Linked DNA regions of Mus musculus: region 1 is linked to region 2. The links are chromatin contacts, called in public promoter capture Hi-C maps. All regions are on one chromosome and are shown on one strand. The core of a region is the stretch at or near the end of the contact, and the rest is flanking DNA. Distances in the headings are between cores, read along the strand shown.

Evidence for each region. Promoter capture Hi-C pulls out the DNA fragments that hold promoters and counts their contacts.
Region 1: a contact with region 2 is called in a promoter capture Hi-C map of neural stem cells. A contact is called at or near these places in 2 of 39 promoter capture datasets (embryonic stem cells and neural stem cells), 1 of 130 datasets of targeted methods (embryonic stem cells) and 1 of 9 other capture datasets (embryonic stem cells).

The regions. Positions count from the first base shown.
Region 1 is chr19:23,969,779-23,977,388 of GRCm38.p6, forward strand. Fam189a2 (family with sequence similarity 189, member A2) reads right to left here. Exons shown (of 11, transcript NM_001114174.1): 10 at 5,583-5,875; 11 at 2,972-3,853. The coding sequence ends at 3,647. Among named protein-coding and RNA genes, the nearest start is that of Gm34076, 56 kb to the left of the region's middle.
Region 2 is chr19:23,446,928-23,453,613 of GRCm38.p6, forward strand. It overlaps Mamdc2 (MAM domain containing 2), which reads right to left and starts at 1,395. Exons shown (of 14, transcript NM_174857.3): 1 at 1,098-1,395; 2 at 653-766. The coding sequence starts at 1,131.

The sequences.
Region 1 (7,610 bases), core at 1,968-4,467, 520 kb after region 2:
CCTCCACCTGCACTTTGTGCCTGTCTCCTTTACTTTGGGCCAGACTCCTGCTGGAACGCTGCCTGACGGTCTCAGCCTAGGTGTCTGAGAAGTGAGGCTCCTAACTAACTTCATCCCCCTTTGAAACTCCAACACTAAATCCTGGTCCTTCTCCTACAGCACCATGGATTCCGGGTAGGCAGGGTAGACCACCCATGAGATGAGGGCAGGCACACACCCTGGAGCAGATCACCTATCTTAGCAGAACCAGACAGGGCCCTCTGACAACTGCCATAATTCAGAATTCAGAATTCAGAAGCCGAGGTGATGATGGGCCAACCTTTGACTAAGACTGCTAAATTATACAAACATCTATCCTCCTGCTGCGTTTCATCCTCAGTTTGAACCTAAAGCGTCTATCAACACACCAAGACAAATCTGGGGTCACTGGACCCCCTTATCTTCCGACCATCCCAATGGACACTAATTGATTTTTCTCTGTTTTTACATCACTGCTTGCTTCTGTAGTCGGTGGGTTGGGATGATGGCTGAGCTTGGCCTGTAGGAACTTCTGGAGGGTAACCAGATTTTTGCCAGTTAGGTCCTTCAGCAAATGTCTGGTTCTTGTGGTAAATGTAAGCAGGCAGGCAGCTGGACTTCAGAGCCTCCTCCCTGAAACCTCACTACCAGGCAGGACTCTTGGGGCAGTAAGCCTTCAGCCAGTCTTCCTAAAGTGCAAAAGCTGGGAAAGTCTTCCTCTCTGGCCTCAGAAACCCAGATATAGAGCTTGCTGGAACATTTTGAAGGGGCAACCCCTGTCCTGATTTATCCTGCGCCAAGCTCACAAAGTGAGCGTCGTGTTCTTACTCAACTGAAGCAGGGCCAACAATAACTGTACAAGGCTCTAGGCATCCAGATATCCTGAGTGACATTCACTTTGCTAGTGAAGACTTACTTCAAATATTTCTCTGCTCAGTAATCAATGCTGTTATCATTCTGATGTCACACTTGAAATCCTTTGTCTCTACCTCTGGACCGTGGATCCCTGTGGTGTTTTAATGAAAAACAGCCTGCCCTATATATACTCAGTTAACCTATGTATATGCATGCCACACTTTTAATACTTTGGCATTTGAGAATATTTACACACACGGGGCGGGGGGGGGCGGGGGGGATGAATGGTATTATTTCTAAGTGCCTCATGAGATAAACACTCATAAAATACGGTAGTATCATCAATATTGCAATATTACAAAGAGGGTGGAGGTCAAGGAAGAGATTGGACCCTTCGCCAACACATTCAGGTTCTAGACTTCCATGAGACATTTTGACCCTGCAGAGGCAATTCTAATAAACTGAGGCAGCCCCCCTACCACCTGCTGCCCTTTGGGTGGTGCCCTCAGGTGTCATGTCTTTCCTTGCTGGCTTATGTCTGTCAACCACCCTGTCCTCAGGACACACGGGGGCATCTCTGTACCATGCCTCAAAGGTTCACACTTCTGATACCCAGCCATCTGCCCTGAGCCTTCAAGGCATGCTATACACTCAGTGGTCCAAGGCAACCAGCAAGGGAGTCGGGAAAGAGATTGGAAAGAGCTGCAGCTATGGGCAGAGGGTATGAAAAGTCTAGCCACACACAGAGATGTGGCCAGTACTTTCTCTTACAAACTATGGGGAGAAGCCCTTGGTAGGCTGAGAATTCCTAGCCCTCCCCCTGAAAAAGGCGGCTGAAGAGAATGCCAAGGGACGTGGCAAGACCGACCCGGTTCCTGGGCAGTCTACCCTGTGAGTGACCAGCGGTGAGAGCAGAGGTTTGTGATACACAGTGACTCACAGAGAAAGCAGGTTTGACCTTGGGCAGCAGCCCAGGCTGTGGTGCAAAGCTACATGGTGACAATGAGGACTTTTAGAGAGGCCAGAAGAGGTGTCTCTCATTCAGGATGGAGCGGAGGTGGTAACAACAGAAACCGCCCTTGGGGAAGGAGGCCCCTAATGCACCTCACTCAGGCACTCAGCCAGACCCAGCTTGCTCACGGCCCTTCGTTTCTCAACGTTTCCAAAGCCCACTTTCCAGGACAGCTCAGTGACCCCTGAGGCCACTCTAATATGAATGGTTGATAGAGTCAGGGGAGGCTATGGTCCCATGAACGATGCAGGATGCTCCGCAACCGGGAACACAAATACTACCACCTGAGAAGCTGGACACAGAGAGGTTCCCGAGTCTGGCCACTTGGGTGTGAATGTCAGCTCTACCCCTTGGTTTCTGTGTGATCTTGGACAAGTTGTGAAATATCATTATCCTATAAAATGGAGAAAATAGCAGCTCCCACTAAATAGGCTGTGATGAGCACCAGATGAGAATTTAATACCCTCATCATAGTACTAAGGCGGGGCCCAATAAAACCAGCGCTCACCGCCCCAGGCAGCCTTAGTCCATTTCCTTGCCTCCTCTCCCATTTAAATTAACCACTTTCCCACCAGCACAGTGATCATTTCGAAATAGGATTAAGTTTATCTTGTTTGTGTTAGAAATTTCCGTGGTATCTCACCGTTAACATAGGTTGCAGCTAGCCAGGCTTCCGTCCACCTCTCCTTCAAAAACGATTCTGTGATCACTAGTATGCCTGGCCTCTGTCTCTGTCTCGAATAGTCTCCCCTGGTCCTCAAAGTCAAGGTCAAGATCAAATGTCGTTTCCTCAGAGAAGCCCTCCCTGACCACCCCCTTACTTCTTAGCATCAGTACTATCAGTAATTGCTTTACTGACTTTCTCTTTATACCCCACTAGAATGCAGGTCCACAGAGCCATTCAGGCTAACCTGTTAAATTCAGCCCAGGATTTGCCTGATGCATTGTTATCTATGGGGCTCTGGAACTGTGGAAATGAACTTAGTTTGGTGGCCTAGAGGGGCACCCTGGCCACCACAGCCCAAAATTCACCCTCCATGAGTTAAGGCCTGGTCATTTGAGATCACACAAACACTACACATGGAGTCCAGACTTTCCAACGCCAGCGCTTTATTCTCTGTTCTGTCTTCTAGTTTGCAAGCATGAAGGAATGGACTCAACCATAGTGCTCACCCTTAACGTCCTTCATTTAAAAACAAAACAAAAGAAAAGAAAACAAAACACCGCTTAGCTGGTCTGCTGCTTTTCCTAAAGAGGAAGGGATTGAGGGTAACCTAAAGGAGGCTGGAAGACTGGAGTCACATGGTGTTAACCATCATGTCTCCTGCCAATTCCTCTCACTGAGCAGCCAGAGGCGGCAGGCTGCTATAAATAGCCCGGCAGCTCTCCCCTTACAGCAAGGGAATGAACTTGGCAACAACAAGAGCCATGAGGGGTGAGGCAGGCAAAGGCTAGGGAGCCTGCTTTCTGCTCACCCAGTGTGCACCCCTTGGGGATACTGTGAGACCCAGCAGACAAAGGAGCCCTCCCTGCCTTCTTCTCCAACCAGGAACACACAGACTGGAAGGGCCAGGAAGAACGTACTTCACCCGAGTTCACCTGAGTGCCCTCGTCAGCAAAAAAAGGGAGCCAAAGAACAGGAATAAGTGCCCACCCCAGGAACCCGGTTGAGGGGTTCCCAGTGGGGGGAGGGGGAGGGGTGCCCCTGGCTCCCAGACAGTAAACAGCACTGAGGAGGGACATCCTTCCATGTCACTCAGTTCACAGGACAGTCTCTCGAATGACACCAATAAGGCTGTGTGGCCGCTCAGCCTCCGCTCGCTGCTGGGGCCTCCTCTCGGCTCTCGGCCTTGCTGTCAGAGAGAAGGTGCTTAGATCTCCACAGCTGCGCAGGTGCAGCAGGCCGGGCTGTCTCCTCCAGCTCAACTCCTGGGCCTGGGATGTGCTGGGCTGTGACGGGGCCATTATCTTTGGGAAAAGAAGAGGAGAAGGGAAGATGTTAGCCTCACTAGCGCTGGCCTTTTGACCCGCCCTCTTGCAACCATTGGTGGATCTTATTGTATGCAGTACACTCGATTGGGTGTGAATGTGTAGTCTCGGAGTTGCATTCAGTATCTTCCTCTATCACTCTCCACCTTAGTTTTTAGAGAGAGTCTCTCACTGCAATTGATGCTAGCCACAATGGTTAGACTGGGAGCCACCAGGATCCACCAGAGTTGCAGGCTGGTGCCACGGTGCCTTGTTTTTATATAGGTACTGAGAATCTGCTCTTGGTCCTCATGCCTACACAGCAAACATTTTACCCACTGAGCCATCTCCCCAGCTCCAAGCTGGGGAGTTTTAACAAGAAGCAGGTAGAACCGACACAGAACCACTGTTCTGGATCAGATTTATAAAATGCTAATTAAAAGCAATGATGCTTCAGGTAGCTCTGCTAACCCCGTGGCTAATCAGCGTAAAGAAGCAGGACACTTTATGTGTGAACGCTCTACAGACCTGTCTTTAATGAGTCCTATAACCTTAAACACGGGACAGTAGCACTTCACTTCTCAAAACTACAGTGCTATAGAATAGTTCTCACCCAGATAGGCCTGACGAGGGAGGATCTGTGGAAAGCTGAACTGTCATGTCACTATGGTGTGTGACTTTGTCAGTGGGAAAGAATCAGGAGTCTCACTGCCACCAAGCCTCACAGGACAATCAAGTGGAAGCCACTGTTTCAGAACAGGTAACACAAGGCACTATGGTAGACCATCTACAGCATCCACTCCACTGACCCAGGAGAATGAATTAACAGCCAAGCGGTAACAACAGCTCTCAAATGGGTAAAGAGGAAGTTCTGGCTGGGAGGAAATTCTACTTCTCTGGGGACGCAGGGGTGGAGACTACCTAGCCCAACCCTTCCATTTAATGATGAGAAACCCAAGGCCCAAATGGACTCCATGTACGCCCAGTTTGGTCTTTTACCAAAGTGGCTTCAGTTTAGGGCACCTTTTACTTTTTTAATCTATGGAGAGAAAGCTATTTGGTCCTCTAATTCAGTGGTTCTCAACCTATGGGTTGAGACCCCTTTGGGGTGGTCAAATGATTCTTTCTCAGGGGTCATCTAAGACCATTAGAAAACACAGATAATTACATTACCATTCATAACAGAGGCAAAATTACAATTATGAAGTAGCAAAAAAAAAATAATGTTATGGTGGGGGAAGGGGAGGGTCATCACAACATGAAGAACTGTATGAAAGGGCTGCGGCGTTAGGAAGGGTGAGAACCACTGCTCTAAGTCCCATCGGCCAACTTGTGTAGCCCAGCAACTCACTGGGCATGGGAACAGCTCCTAGACCCTTGCCAGTCATGAGCTTCAGTCTGCCATCATTTTCAAGAGCCGAGAAAACACCACATCCCGGGCAAGCTCCCATTCAGGAACTCATATGCATGGTAAACCCCACAGTGCCCAGATCCTTTGCTTTTTACCAGGCATATTTCACTGCCCAGAAAGTGAGGTTCTCTTCCCTTGGGTCAAGAGCACTGTGGGAAAGTGATGAAGCCCAGAAAGAAAGCTCTCTAGTTTCCTCTCTGAGGACATAACCCCCTCCTCCTCCAGGTCTCTGGAGACTGACCATGGACTCTCTCTCTGCCTCCGATGAGTAGTGACACCGATTACTGGAAGCAAGCCTGGGGCTGTGCGAAGTGGTACCTGCTCTAGGAAACTGGCACTCGTGATGGCTTCTTCCATGTGCCCCTCATCGGATTTCAGAACAGACTTTATGTTCTCTACAAGTTCATGAATGTCCGGAGTCATGCTGCAGGAGGACTGCTCCAGGAACCTGGCCACTAGCAGCTTCGTGTCTATGTATGACCTGTAATCTATCAGAGAGCGGGGTCTGCATCTTGATGCCCGTGGCCTCGCGCCTCTCCTCAGAGTCACTGTAGCGAGATCTAGCCTCCTTTCTGTCTGCGTTGCAGCTTCGCAGCTGAGCACCGGGGTAGCTGTGGACAGAGACAAAATGTCACCATTGAACAAGCCCCTCTGCACACTGACCATAGAAATCTCAGTGTAGACAACATCTGGCAGATGCCCGAGGTCATGCGTGTACATCTCACCATCTTGAAGAACAGAAGGAATGAAGGGAAATGAAACTAACACAGCTCTATTGTGTGAAGTGCACTTGCAATAGGCTGTGTGCTGAGACACTGAACCACGGCACATAAACAGTCCCCAAGGCAAAGACAGATGACACGGCACAGAATCCACAGTGCAAACCACGGAGGAGCGTGTTTTCATGGAGTAGATAGGAATGGATGGCTAAGCAGAAAGAAAAAGATGGTGGACCAACGAGAGAATGTTGGGGCAGGTAGGTTTAGAAGAGTCAAAGAGAGGAAGAGACAGATGACACACTTGTGGGATGAGCAGAAAATATGCTGTCACGGTACCTTGGTCCTAAACATCCTCGGAGCACTCTATTGATGCCTATTTCTGAGGCTCACACCATGGCTGTGAGGCAGATCTATGACTAGTACAGAAAACCTAGGTGCAGAAAGTTACATCATTCCAGAAGTCAACAGAGGGTCTAAAAAAAATCCACTGCAGGCTCTAATTCCCATGGCTGCTTCCATCAGTAAAGGGATAAAGACTGGCAAGAAGCTATTTCACCATGAACTGGGTGGAGAAGTTATTCCTCGGGTCTGATCTCCATGTGTCCACAAGCCACCATCAGGCTTCAGTGCACACAGCTGTCAAATTTGTAAAGGCCGCATAAGTACAGATTCAGATATTCAAGGAGGCAGGAAGCACAGGGTGGAGTGACAGGTGAAAGAAGGGTAGGTTTCCTTTTCCTCTGGAGAAAGGCAGACAGGAGTTCTGACCCAGGGTTAGAAGCTGCCCTTCCAGCTTGCCATGTTCTCGTTACAGACAACAAGTCTTCCAGAAACACGGGATAAAGCCGTGTGAAGACAGAGTGTAGTTTGCATTCGCTCACTGAATGCCTTCCTCAGTGAAACAAGCCACCAGGTAAATGTCCTCTCGTCCACAGGACTGAAGAATGCAAGGGGGGTCCAGCCTCCCTTTGCTGTGCAAACGGCTACATGCTCCTAGAAGCTGGCACAGGGTCAGCTCGAAGACTCAACTTGCCAGGTAGGATACTGGACCTCCACAGTGAAGGTGGGGCTTTGAACTAGAGGCCAGGCTGCCAAGCCTACTGGTTTGCAGAGACACACAGCTCGTCTTGGGAGGCAGGACTTCCTCCCCGCCTGGAAGCTGCTGCAGGGACCAGGGAAGGGTTCTCTGTGGCTTCCATATGGTCAGTCCAGAGCTGTGACAAATGACACTCACTGTCAGAGGGACAGAATAGAGACCACAAGGGGCCAGACAGGTCCAGAGAGAGCAAGATTAGAGGATGTCTAGTTAGTCTGCAGAGAGCTTCTGAAGAACAGAACACAACTACTAGACTAAGTCCCCCAGAGGCCCCTGCTGGTTGAACTACAAAAGCTGTTTACTCTATTCCTTTGCTTCCTTCAATTTTATATGCTTTTCTCTAGTGAGAGATGTTTATAGATGTCCAGGTATTCATATATTCAAAAGAGGCTCCATGTTATTATACTCAAAACAATGAGGGAGGGAGATGAAGTAACATGTTTCGCTGTATCCAAAGTGTTTAAAAAAAATAAAACATAGTCAGATTCCAATAATTGAGACTACTAGAGCACACTGAAAAAGATAACAAAT
Region 2 (6,686 bases), core at 145-2,644:
TTTTACTGTAACAATGAAGGGTAAGAAAACACATCACAGACTCCTTTTCACTTAAACGTTGTCACCGGAACCCCAGCGGTGCAGAGTAATGTGACTGATCAATTGGCCCTAGCCCAGTGGCTTCAGGGACTCCGTGGTGGAGTTAACTCTTTTGTCCAGTGCTGAATTAGATACAATGGGAAAGGATGAATCACAGGTAAAACTGCTGTGGGTGGACCAAAGTGGGAGAGCTTAGCACAGAGGACGCTCACAACCGTGTGGAAAATTTCTGCAAAGCTTCCTGTGAGCTAGTCCGTTTGACAATCTCAGCTCGGGCAAGTAGCCACTGAGACTAGCAAGGCTATCAGCCTGCAGGGGGCACACGGCTAGGGGCAACAATCATTAGCAGAATCCCCTTTGTCCCTTTCAATAGGGTGTGCTGGGGGTAGGAGCGCATGCTCAGAGCCAGGTACACAGCTGTTCCCCTCCGCCCCCTTTCCCGTGGTTTCCCTGGCCACTCTTTGCTGCAGGAGAGTTGGAAGGAGGTTTCATGACTCACACACTTTTCCTCCCAAAGGGAAGTAACTCCAAGATATCTTTACTTCCGGGGGGTTGGGAGGAACAAGACGTGAAGAAAGTTCACCTCGAGCATCTTTCTACGAAGTCCCCTTACCTTCCTCATTTAGTATCCAAGGCAGAAACGCAAACACGGAGTCAAAGCCACACGTGTCTTCTTCAAAGGCGCAGGAGCCAGCGGGCAGGTCTAGGGCATTGGCAAGCTGCAAGGCTGCGGGCACAAAGGGACTTTCAGTTTGGGTTTCTGCCTGGTAGTATTGCACTAGCCCTGGGGACTACCTGGTGAAGTTCGGGGAGTCTTGTGGGAAGGAAAGAGAGAAGGATGTCTGACCTCCCTCAACACTCCTGGGACCCTCCTCTGCGCAACTCCATACCCACCCCCATCCCGTGCTTGACCAGGGAGAGCCGGGAGCTTAGTGGCTGAGAATTGTCCAGAAGAGCTGTTGGATGGCGGAGCGGACACCAGAACCCCACCCTGACAGCCCAAGAGGGAGCGAGTTTCCAGGACGCCCTCCCCGGGGGGGTCTCCTGTTGGTTCTTACCTTGCACTACCAGCAGGACCCCTTCTAGTAGCATAGTTGAACTTCAGGCAGGAGGACCCGCGAGGGCTGCTGGCTCACTGTGGCCCGCTGCTCCTAGGGAAGGGAGGGTGCTAGGCAAGGAGCTGGGGGACCTGCTGGGGGATGCCACAGGCTGCTCAAATTCGAAGAGTCTGAGGAGCAGAGCGCGCTGCGCAAGGCTGTAGCGTCCGGCCACTCGTAGCCCGGTTGGGCCCCGGGCGACTGCCGGACTGGACAGGGAGGAGACAACTGCACACTTGAGAAGGGCCAGCCACCACTTGGGGGAGAGGAGAGGTCAGCAAGTGGTGCCTTCGTCCAGAATTTTAAAGCTGGGGACCAGACCTCTTGCATACACTTAGAAGGGGCAGTCCCTCTGCTGGGTTGAGACCAGAGACTCCTGCCCCGCCCATCCACGGTGGGAAACAGCTTATTTCAGGGGACAGCTTTCCCTGCATGTAGCTTGTAACTATCTCTCTCTCTCTCTCTCTCTCTCTCTCTCTCTCTCGTGTGTGTGTGTGTGTGTGTGTGTGTGTGTGTGTGTGTCCCTAATTTTAACCACCTTTCTTTAGAATGGAAAGGAATGGAATTCTCTTAGGGCTTTCTAGAGGAAATTTTGGATATGGTGGGCGTGGGATAAATTTTAATTCTCAGAGCGTTCGACCCAGTGTTGCTAACCCTGGAATAGTACCCCCCCACACACACACACACACTCCTTTTGGGCAGAAGAATGTCTGGCATGCTTGATGTTCAGCGTTCCCTGGTCCAGTGAAATGGGGGGGGGGGGCAGTCCTCTTCTGCAAACAGCCATTCTAATGGAAGGTTGGGGAGAGGGTCATTTCCCTGATATCAAATAGTTAAAAGTATATTAGTTTTTTTCTGCTTCTTAATCCCCTTTGTATGCTTGTGCAGGCATTTCTGTGTCTAGAGTAGGCTTATTTTTAATCCCCTAAAGAGGCCCATGTTTGAGTCCCTCATCCAGTATTTCTGTGGTGGGACTCCTGATTCTGTACATTTCTAATCAGTTTCCAGCTGAGGTTGGCCCGGACCCACTTTCTGAGGACCGCTGGTCTAAAACACTCCTGTTCAGCTGTCAAAGCTCTGCTCACTGTCTTCAGTTTGACCTCTCAAGCTTGTTTTTCCTACCTTCCACAGCAGCTGTCTTGTTGGGCCTGGATGCCCTTTCTCCCTGGCCCTTGACACTGGATTGACTGAAGCTCGTCCTTAATCTCTTGCTGCCTTTTCTGACCACTCCCTGGGCGCTTTACCTCGTCCCTCACATTTAGACATCACCGCATATATCAGAGGCTGATGACTGATGATGCTGGGGAAGCACAGTAGCTGCTGGCTTCTGTCTCACTATCACCTGACCATTATCCGAGTGGATGCTTGCAAGTTGTCTTGGACTTAACAGGTCTCAAGGAGAATGGTTCACAATGTCAAACTTCCTCTTTTCCACCTTAGTTAACAGCGTTGTTTTCCAATTGCTGATGACAGAAAAACTTGAGAATTTAGAGTCAGGCCCGAAAGCTCTCCTCTTCCCAAGACAATGCCAAATCTTGCCTGTTCCGGACTGACATCACACCAGGTACCCACCTGCTCCATGTTCATATTCAGGCCCTGATTGGTCGCTGCTGGCATGTTTACTGCCCTGGGATACCACAGTGGCCTCATCATCCTGCTCTTTTCCCTTCTTAAGCCTTGCCTACCACACTGCCTTCTAACTAGAGTTGTAAGGGCTTCCCCTCAATACAAAAATAGCCTTTTCCCAAGAAGCCACAAGTTCCCATATCATTTACCGAAATCCAAATTCTTCACAAGGACCTGTCACATCTAGCCAAACCTCTTATCTCCTCGTTGTCAGCCCTCAACACTTGGTTTGTTTCTGTCCTGCCAAACAGTCCAGTTGTGTTCTCACAGGATGTTACATTAGCCATCTCCACTGTTCAAAATGCTCTTCCCCACCGATGGCTTGCTGCCCCGTTAGGTCATCACTCCAGTGTTGCTTTAGTAGTGGAAAATCCAATAACCACCTCCATAATTTGAAAAAGTGTTTGGGATTCGTCTTTGAAGTTCAGACATATTTTCATGAATTTTCTGTAAGTTATGGCTCAAAGGATCAGAAACTTGTTTGGGGAATGTTACTCACTGTGTTTATATACATTCCCTCAGGTAGGAGAGAAAAGAGAACGTTTATTATATACATCATTGCAGATATTTTATAGAAATAATCTCATTTGATCTTCATAAGAAGTTGCTATGTTGTTGCTACAGTTTCGATCCACAGTGCTTCTGAAAGTCCCTTATGTTAAAAGGTTGTTTCTCAACCTGGTGCCACAGGCTATATGGAAGAGAATTAAGAGGTGTGGCCTTCTGGGAGGTCCTCAAGTTGTTGGCATGGCTCTTAGAGGGGTGGTGGGTCCTCAGCTTGTTCTTCTTTCTCTCTCCAAAATCTTGGCCATAAATTCAACAGCTTTGCATTGGCACATGTCCTCTCCCGTGGTTTGAGCAGAAAACTCCTAAGCCGTAAGCCTAAAGAAACCTTTCCTCTTTATAAGTTGATCATCTCAGGTATTTGTTGCAACAACAGCAAGTTGACTAGTGCAATAAGCCCCGTTTAATGGATGGAGAAACTGAGGTAAAAAGTCCAGTGACAACAGGTGGAGGAGACAAGACTAACCCAGCCAGCTGAGGTGCCTCCTTCACCTTACCTTCCACTTTGGCTTCTTGCTCAGAGATGACACCCTCTGATGGATACAGACATTCAGAGACAGCTGTGAATCCATTTGAACTTCAAGACTGCTTTCAGCTTCACAAGCCACTGTCAATCACAAGCTACTATCAAACTGGTGCTGCTTTGCTCAAGTACTTGTAAAATATTTGAAATAGTCAATTCATCTCGTGTGTCACAAGCTGTAAGGAAGTAAATTTCAAAAAAAAAATGCCAAAAGCCCTGGGAAGATAGCCAAATAATTAAAACATGATTTAAAACCTTAAGGCCACACTACCTATGGAAAACAGTATCATTAGTCACTAGCACAAACTTGGGGAAGTCAAATTTCCTCCCAGTATATAATTTTATGGTCAGTAAGTGCCCATCACAGACCTTTGTACAGGAAGGAAGAGGTACTGCAGAAGCCAGGCAGAGGGTTGCAGAAAAAAACTCTAGAGAATCTAGGTGTTCCGTACATCAGTCTTTGTTCTTTGGTCACTGAACAGGGAGCCCGCACAGCTGCAGTAATATCTTATCATTTAGGAAGGAAGACCCAGAGTTCAGGGACCCAGAAATCTATCCCTCAAGACTTAGCTTAGTCAAAAGATCAATAATATATATAAAGCTCCAGCTGAAAATAAGAGCACACAGATTTAGGAACTAAGGTAGGGTAACAGTATCCTCCCTAAGGAGATATGCATATATCCTTAAGCCCACGAATGTGACCTTATTTGGACAGAGAGGCTATATGCTTAAGCAATAAAATTAGGGATGTTGAGATGAGGTCACCCTGGATTAACAGATGGGCCCTGAGTCAATGGTAAATAAGTGTTGTAAGAGACAGAAGGGAAGTCAGACACGTACAGCAGATCACATAAAGATGGAAAGGGAACTGGGCTGGGCAGCCCCAGGAATGTATGGAACTTTGAAACTGGAAGAGGTGAAAAATACACACCACCCATCGCAGAGTCCTCGAGGAGCAAGCTTTGCAGATCTCTTGACTTTGAACTTCTGGCTCTAACACTGCAAAAGGGTTAGTCATTTGTTTCAATGTGTGTGTGTGTGTGTGTGTGTGTGTGTGTGTGTGTGTGTGTGTGTGTGAGAGAGAGAGAGAGAGAGAGAGAGAGAGAGAGAGAGAGAGAGAGGTGCCAGACACTTCATATGCTTTCCCCATTTAATTCATGCAACATCTCTGTAAAGTAGATGTTATTATTGTATTCATTTTTCAAATAAAAAGCACAACAGACCAAGAGTGGTCAATTGACTTATTCAAGTTTACACTTCTGGCCAATAAGCCACCAGGATTTGACCCCAGAAGTCAGACTCTGATGGTTTTTGCACTCTATAAGGCACACTTCCTTTTAATAGAAGCTCCCTGCAGCATATGCTGGGGAAATGACCTGTGCTCTGTGTCTGCTATGTGTCAACCCATAGTATTGGCCTCTCACTGGGACCGGGCTAACCCTAGTGTTATTAATCATGTTCTGTGCTTTTTCTAGCATCCTGGAGGTTTCTAAATTCAGGTTTCATAAGAGAGCCAAGTGAAACCCTGATGTTCCTTGCAGGAGTTTCTGTAGCTGTTTGCTGTCTTCTCCCCATAGCTGGAGAAGGCTCAGGAAGGAGTTGACCCTGGGGAAGAAGAAAGTAAGCCAGGGTTCACACTTGTACCACATGCACTGTGCTGCCCCACACAGAAGCTGTTTGGAGCACCCACATTCCTTTCTGTGGTTGGCTTTCCTGTAGGCTTAAAATTTTCACAACCTACTTTAATAAAGTCTCTTAAATGCTTTAATCTCCATCACTTACTAGAGGTAGTGGAAAAAGAAAGGTTACTAGGAATTGGGTTTTGTGGACTTGTTTAGAAATAGTTCTTTGGGGCAATTTCAATCTTCATTGTCAGCAATCCAGTCCTCTAGTAAAACACCAACATGAATCAGCAGCTGCAGTCCACTCAGCAATCACTACTCACAATCAGCAATGGCAGTGGGATCCAGAAGAAACCTCAAGGCTCCACCAATCAGCCTGAGTCTGAGGAAGCAACAAGAATGTCACACGAGGTTCTTTGGTGAGTCACTGTCCATGAAGTCATGACAAGCGAAGATCAGAAATGTGATGTAAGGTGAACTAATGCCAGAACATCATCAGCAAGACTAGCAAGGCAAAGCAAAGCGAACCAATGCCAGAGCCTCCTCCTGTTGTCTGGGAGGTCATATTTAGAGTATTTCTAAACATCATATGCCCTCTCATGTGTCTGGTTCAACACAACATCCTTTTACCTGTCTGCCTCAGCAGAACATCATATGACATAACTGAGTTTCCAAAGAAACCAGAAAATTCCACTTCACTCTCACCTCTTCTCATTCTTGTGCAGTATCATGGGAAGATAAGTTCAGCAAACGTTCCCTGAGTATCCACTATGAACCAGGTATCACACTTGGGGCTAGAAATCCAGGCGAACAAGGCATAGTGTCTGTCTTGGAGATATGGAGCTGGCTAATGAAAAAGTAATTTGAAGAGAATTGTGTTGATGAGGTAAGATAGAACAAAGTCATACAGAATAAGCAAGGAGTCTCAGTCAGTGTTCTATTGCTGTGAAGTAAGTGGCCATGACTACAGCAACTCTTATCAGGGAAAGTATTTAATGTGGGACTTGCTTACAGTTTCAGAGTTTTGTCCATTATCATCATAGTGGAAAGTATGGTGGAACACAGGGAGACATGGTACTGGAGATGGAGCTCAGAGTTCTATATGCAGGCAGCAGGAAGAGACACACTTCCTCCAACAAGGTCATACCTATTCCAATGAAGCCATGTCTCCTAATCCTTCTCAAGTATTGCCATTCTCTGATAACTAAGCATTCT